Regions from separate parts of the Rattus norvegicus genome. Here region 1 is linked to region 2. Evidence: chromatin contacts called from public Hi-C data. All regions are on one chromosome and are shown on one strand. Each heading gives the region's core, a stretch centred on a gene start, on an enhancer-like site or on the middle of the called end of the contact. The rest is flanking DNA. Distances are from core to core; before and after follow the strand shown. Region 1 has its middle 58 kb from the start of Spag16. Region 2 has its middle 60 kb from the start of Pced1bl1.

Region 1 (2,883 bases), core at 241-2,740, 480 kb after region 2:
GAAATGCATGGAGCTGGCAAAGCAGCTAAAGAGGTGAAACACTTGTCCTGCATGTCTGATGAAAGGAGAATTCTGACTTCACAAAGTTGAACACACACACACACACACACACACACACACACAGACACACACAGACACACACACACACACACACACACACCACATTGTAATCATAACATAAATAAAACCACAGATAATGCCTAATTTATTTTCTGTAAAATACATTTTTATCACAGACAAAAGTAATGGTTATTTTTTATGTCAATGAATGACTCTGAATAAACTTAATTCTAATTTTTTTTTTTACTTTTGGTTGAGACAGGGTTTCCCACTCTGTAGTCCAGGGTCCCTGCTCATCAGGATTCAAAATGTCTTGCCTCACACAAACTGAACCACAGTGCTTAATACAATTCTTCAATGCCTCCTTTAGCTTATGAAGCCCAGAGATAATGTGCTTGAAGATAACACATATTAGAATTTATTTTGAGAGGGCAAAGTTTTCAGAATTTGAGCAGATTAAACATTTTACTTGATTTGCATTTTAAAATAGGTAATTATTTTCAACTTTTGATTTGTATACAAATGCAGAAATCACTACTGAACTTTAATGAAGAGATACCACGAGTGCTTTTTATTTCCAGATGAAGAGTACAGAGAGCATAGGAGGGAAGGCTTATGCTCCAGGCCTTAAAACCATGCCGTTTAATGAATCCAAGGGTATTACTAATGTGCAGAACAAGAACTGGCTTATTTCCTCTCCCTCTGCCTTGTGCTCCCACACAGGAGAGGTCAAAGTGCCATCCCTTTGCAGGGCAGAATACCACAGGGCTCCAGGTCCTTATAAATTGAGTGTGTATTCTGTCAATATCAGCTCATCTGAGAAGGTCCTGAGAACAGAGCAGAGAGAAGCCTTTGAGCTAAGCCAGGTGCGTTAGAATTCCCCAAAACAAATGTGGTTGCCCTTGGTGCAACTGCACTACCCCCCTGTCCTCCAAGAGTTCCCACGTCAGACAGTTCCCCGTGGAGACCCTTCAACGACTTTCTGATACAAAAAGCTTATTATACAGTGTTTTTTCTATTATCATATACAACCCGAGGGGGTATGTATTTCTGGGGACCTGGTCTGTACATCAGGGAGTTTAAAGAAGCCAAGTATCTTCAAGGCGAGACTGGAAAATTGTTCCCATCAGCCCTGTTTAATCAGAATGTCCTCAGGATTAAGTCTATGGTAATAAAAATTTCTTTTGAACTTGTAAGATTTAAGTGAGATTTCTTCTTTGTGGCAGCTGGTGGCATCAATCTCATTGTGCGAACAGAAACTGATCTCCCAAGCTCTGGGACCACAGGTACTGTAGAAGGACCTGCCACAGCAGATCTGGAAGCTGCCTTCAGGCCACAAGTCTGGCCCCTGGGCTAGGACTCCACAAACACTGTGAATACGGCTGATTTAGGCGTGTGAACTTTGTCCAGACTTTCAAGCTGGGCTACGAATTCCAACTGGCTGGTCTCATGCACCCATCCCTCTCTGTCACACACTGCTTGGCTGCATACCTTACTGCTTGCTCTTCGGAAAGGGTGACTTCCCTGCATCACTGTCTGGTCATTGCAACCTGGAGATTTAGTTAAATGCTTCCCTTGGACTTCAACCACTCTGCAGGCTGCAGAAGTTTCCCAGACCACCGGTTCTGCCAGCACTCATATCCAAATCCTGATGAGATAGAATATGACAGTTTTCACGCAGTCACGCTTCCCCGCCCACCTGTTTACGTGCATCCTTCTGTGTGGTGGTGTTCCTTGCAAGACTGCCCTGTGCCGCCCGGTAGTAGGGCTGGTCTCTCCTCGCTCCAGTATGGAGCATCCCTCTTTCTACCTCAGCATCTATCAAACCCCAAACTCGGAAGTGCTGTTCTCACTTTCTCTGGGATCATCTTCTGTAAGCCAGGGCTTTTCCACCCGGGGAATCTGAGTAAGTCTGCTTTATTCGTCTTGGTGGCTGCTTTGTCTCAGTTTCAAGACCAACCTTTTCCGGGTTGTTTCCTGGAGCCGAAAGTCTTAAACTCGTTTTAATTCAGGGTGCAAGTTACTGACGGGTTGGGAGCCAGTTATAGATCAGTAAGTGGATTAGGTCTCCTGTCTGCGTTTTTGTTTTTTGGAAATGGGAGTGTTAGTTTTAGTCTAAAGAAGTTGGCATCTAAGTGGATTCTCATAGGCCATGACTGAGAATTTGTTCTTAGTAGTAGAAAAAAATAACTGGTAGGAAACAAAAACCACGAGACGCTTGGCCTTTCCACTGTCGTGCAGAACAGAAGCATTCCCACGGCAGATGATGTCATGGAGCAGAAATGCAAACAGAAATGAGAGAAGAAAGAGGCAGAGCTCGTAGCTCACCTCTTCTATAACCCGAGTAGGCTTAGGACAGGGTCCTGAAAGGACACACTCAAAATAAATTTTTATTATTAATAGCCCTGCATTCCTGAGTAATGCTTTTGCCCAAGGTTAGGGACATTAGGGGAAAATCAAAGAAATAGCTGACTTTAGAGATTCCTGAGGAGGAAAGGCCTGGTCTGGAATGATAAAAAGATTTATGACTCCTAGGACATCCAAGTAGCTAGCCTCCTCAGGCAGCAAGCAAGAGGTGGGGCAGCTGGATGCCAGGAGTGCTCCTGTGTGACACCTGGATACCCGCACCTTTTCTAGTCAGAAAAAACAAATCACCTTTTCTTATGCTGTTAATATCGTCACGTAACTGACAAAGAGGATCGGGAGAAAATGCTTGGCCGCTGCTTTGTGGTTTATGCGGCTTCATTTCCTGGGGTCAGTACCTAAAGTGGGTAACACAGCAAGCATATATCGAAAGGATATCCCAGGTCAGTTGCCAGTTTT
Region 2 (2,700 bases), core at 133-2,632:
AAAGATTTTTTTTCTTGCTGAAAATATTTAAAACAATTACCCACGAGACAGATGACGTCTAGAAGTGATCCCGTGTTAGCGTGTTCTGAAACACTGATGCAGACTCTCTAAGTGAGGTTGGCAGAGCCTCTCGTATCTGACAGTACAATATGGACTCTCCAAGGGGAAGAAAGATGCCAATATTTTCAAATCCTTCAAAACAAATCGAAAACATGGAAAAGAGACAGATCTGGCCAAGTTAAGCTTTATTCCAAAAATATTTTTCCCCCTAGGAAACCCATCTGAATGCTGATTTAACAAGTCAAGTACAGCTGTTCCTGGGGGTGGGGATGGGGAAGTGGGGGAGGAAGAACAGTAGGAGTTAAATTTGGTGTTCATTAACACGAAGGGACATTTCTTGCCCCATTTAACTAATATCTTAGTTTGTACAGTGTAACAAACACTGTTTAGTTGTTAAAATCTATTATACCTGCTTTAAATTGCATCTTCATATAGCCAGAAGCTCAATAGTTGGTAAAATTCAATTTGAGTTGCCAGGGGTTGTTAATGGGTAGGACTTCTATTTATTCTCTTAATTGTTCTTTATCTAAATTATCACTGCGATGAAATCTTATGTTTACTACATTCCCACATAATCAGAAGGTCTAAATAATTTTCCTTGTAAGCATAATTATGTCCATAAAAAGGGCTCATAAAAATCTTTCAGGACAGGTTTCATAATTATTTGTGTATGGTTATTGCTATTATCGTCCTTGGTGTTTATGTCTACCTCATTTAATCTCAAAATAAATAATTCTACTTAAACTTTGACAACATTAACAAAAATATAAAAATAACAAGCCAAAATTTATCATTGCTAAGCATAGAGTAGCATCTTATGGTATGGGTCACTAATCGACCACCAGCTCCATGTTACCTTGCAAAAAAGCCTCCAGAAATTTTTAGAGCACAGCACTTCTGCCTGAACACATCTCGGCAGTTCATGTGTTATGCTTATGACATGACATCGAAATTTCATTCTTAAAATTAGTTATGGGGCTTATGCTATAATGGCTACAGTAAAATGCAAACAATGAATTCTTCAAGTGTGATTTTATTCGTATCCATAGTTTCCAGCAGAGGTCTCTAGAGAGCAAGCGAAGTTATGGAAATACGGGATATAGGTGCAGAAATTTAAATAGAAATTTTAACTCTACAGCTTGATGTGGGCTTTTCTTTTTCACCCACGCCCCTTTCTCTTTTGATGTCTCTGAGCCTTCATCAGATAAAAGGCTGTCTAAAAACCTGATCAGAATAGACACAAGAGAACAGGTTAATCCCAAGTGCACCGGTGTAATGTGTCACAAAACAGACAATGTAATTATCTCAGCAGCCTGTTTAACCAGCTAATTCGGCAGCTTTGCATACCAGAGGTGAGCTCATCTGTTCGCGATACTCTACTCCCAGCCAGGACTTTTTCACCCAGATCACTAGTTTTACAAAAGCTTGTAAAGAGCTGAAGGGTTGGGTGTTTCGTTAAATGTGGTTTAACAGCTTTACACAAGCTTTCATTTCTCAGGAAACAACAGACTAACAAAGAGAATGAATAAACTGCAGATCGGCATTGTACAGTCCTTCCCAAAACGTGAAGCCACCGATGAAAATATCCATGTGTTCACTGAAATAAGATAACTCTCTTTACAGGGAATCTCTGGAGAAATGTTCAACAAGTTAACAGGCGATGTGGGGAGTAAAGATTTCTGAACCTGGTGTCATTTTTTTAGCCATAAATTCTCTTGCTATCAAATACATTCTGCATGTGCATCTTGCTGATCTGGGGCTGAAGTTTGGTTCCTACTAGGTCTTTAGAACATTGAACCTATTATCCCTTCATCTTTATAATTTGAGTAGAACCCCATCAGATGTCTCCTGGGGGGGCCTTGAATTATATATCTGGGAAATATTGTCCAAAGAGGTAATAAATAGTGGCTCTGATATTACATGGTATCACACAAAATTATAGGCAAAGGCATATATATAGACATAAATATCTGTGCAAAGACACACACATATACGTGTGTGTATATCTATATACATATATCTGTTACAAATAAGTGCATTTCTATGAATGCAAATATCTACTAAGCCAAACACAGGAAACAGTAATAAAATAAATAGATAGACCAAATGACAGAAAGTTCTCCTGTCTGATGACTCCAATGGAGCCGATATTTGTGACACTGTACTATTTCACACAAAGTTCAATGGATGCACGAGAGTCAAATGCCTTAAACAATGTTAATGTCTGTGTTGAAGTGAAACGAACTCTAATTCTTAGTAAAACCTATTATTTCAGTGAGCCAGTGAGAGAAACAAGAAGGAACTACGTCTCAGGTGCGAAGTTTAATCCGTTAGATTGGGATTGCCTCTCAGGCTGATGGAGTGGCAGAGCTCCATCACCAGCAGCGCGTCTAGGAAGCAACAACGAGGAAGCGGGCTACCATGCTCTGGACTCAGTACACGGAATCTCAGGTCTTCCGTAGCAAGTTGGAAAGTCTGAAGTCTGCTTCCATTCTGATGCCTTCGACTCCAATCGTATCTGTCCTCTTCATCCTTCTGTGGCCCTGTTATACGTAACTAAGCTGTCGTCGAATTCCGGTTTCCTGCAAACTCCCCCTCCTTTCAATGCTCCACTAAGACTCCATGGCCTCAGGATTGTCC

What was found. Hi-C and Micro-C count contacts between places; a contact is called where the count stands out from the background.
Region 1: a Hi-C map of the A7r5 cell line shows a contact between it and region 2, with 3 times the contacts expected there. The contact joins two enhancer-like sites. A contact is called at or near these places in 1 of 12 Hi-C or Micro-C datasets (the A7r5 cell line) and 1 of 1 datasets of contacts at active chromatin or transcription factors (oligodendrocytes).

The regions. Positions count from the first base shown.
Region 1 is chr9:78,723,636-78,726,518 of GRCr8, forward strand. No RefSeq gene overlaps it. Among named protein-coding and RNA genes, the nearest start is that of Spag16, 58 kb to the right of the region's middle. Within about 2 kb of position 1,491, at least 1 of the 93 cell types and tissues checked has an H3K27ac peak or open chromatin away from gene starts, as enhancers often do. A contact at or near this core is called in the A7r5 cell line, where this site is marked.
Region 2 is chr9:78,247,894-78,250,593 of GRCr8, forward strand. No RefSeq gene overlaps it. Among named protein-coding and RNA genes, the nearest start is that of Pced1bl1, 60 kb to the right of the region's middle. Within about 2 kb of position 1,383, at least 2 of the 93 cell types and tissues checked have an H3K27ac peak or open chromatin away from gene starts, as enhancers often do. A contact at or near this core is called in the A7r5 cell line, where this site is marked.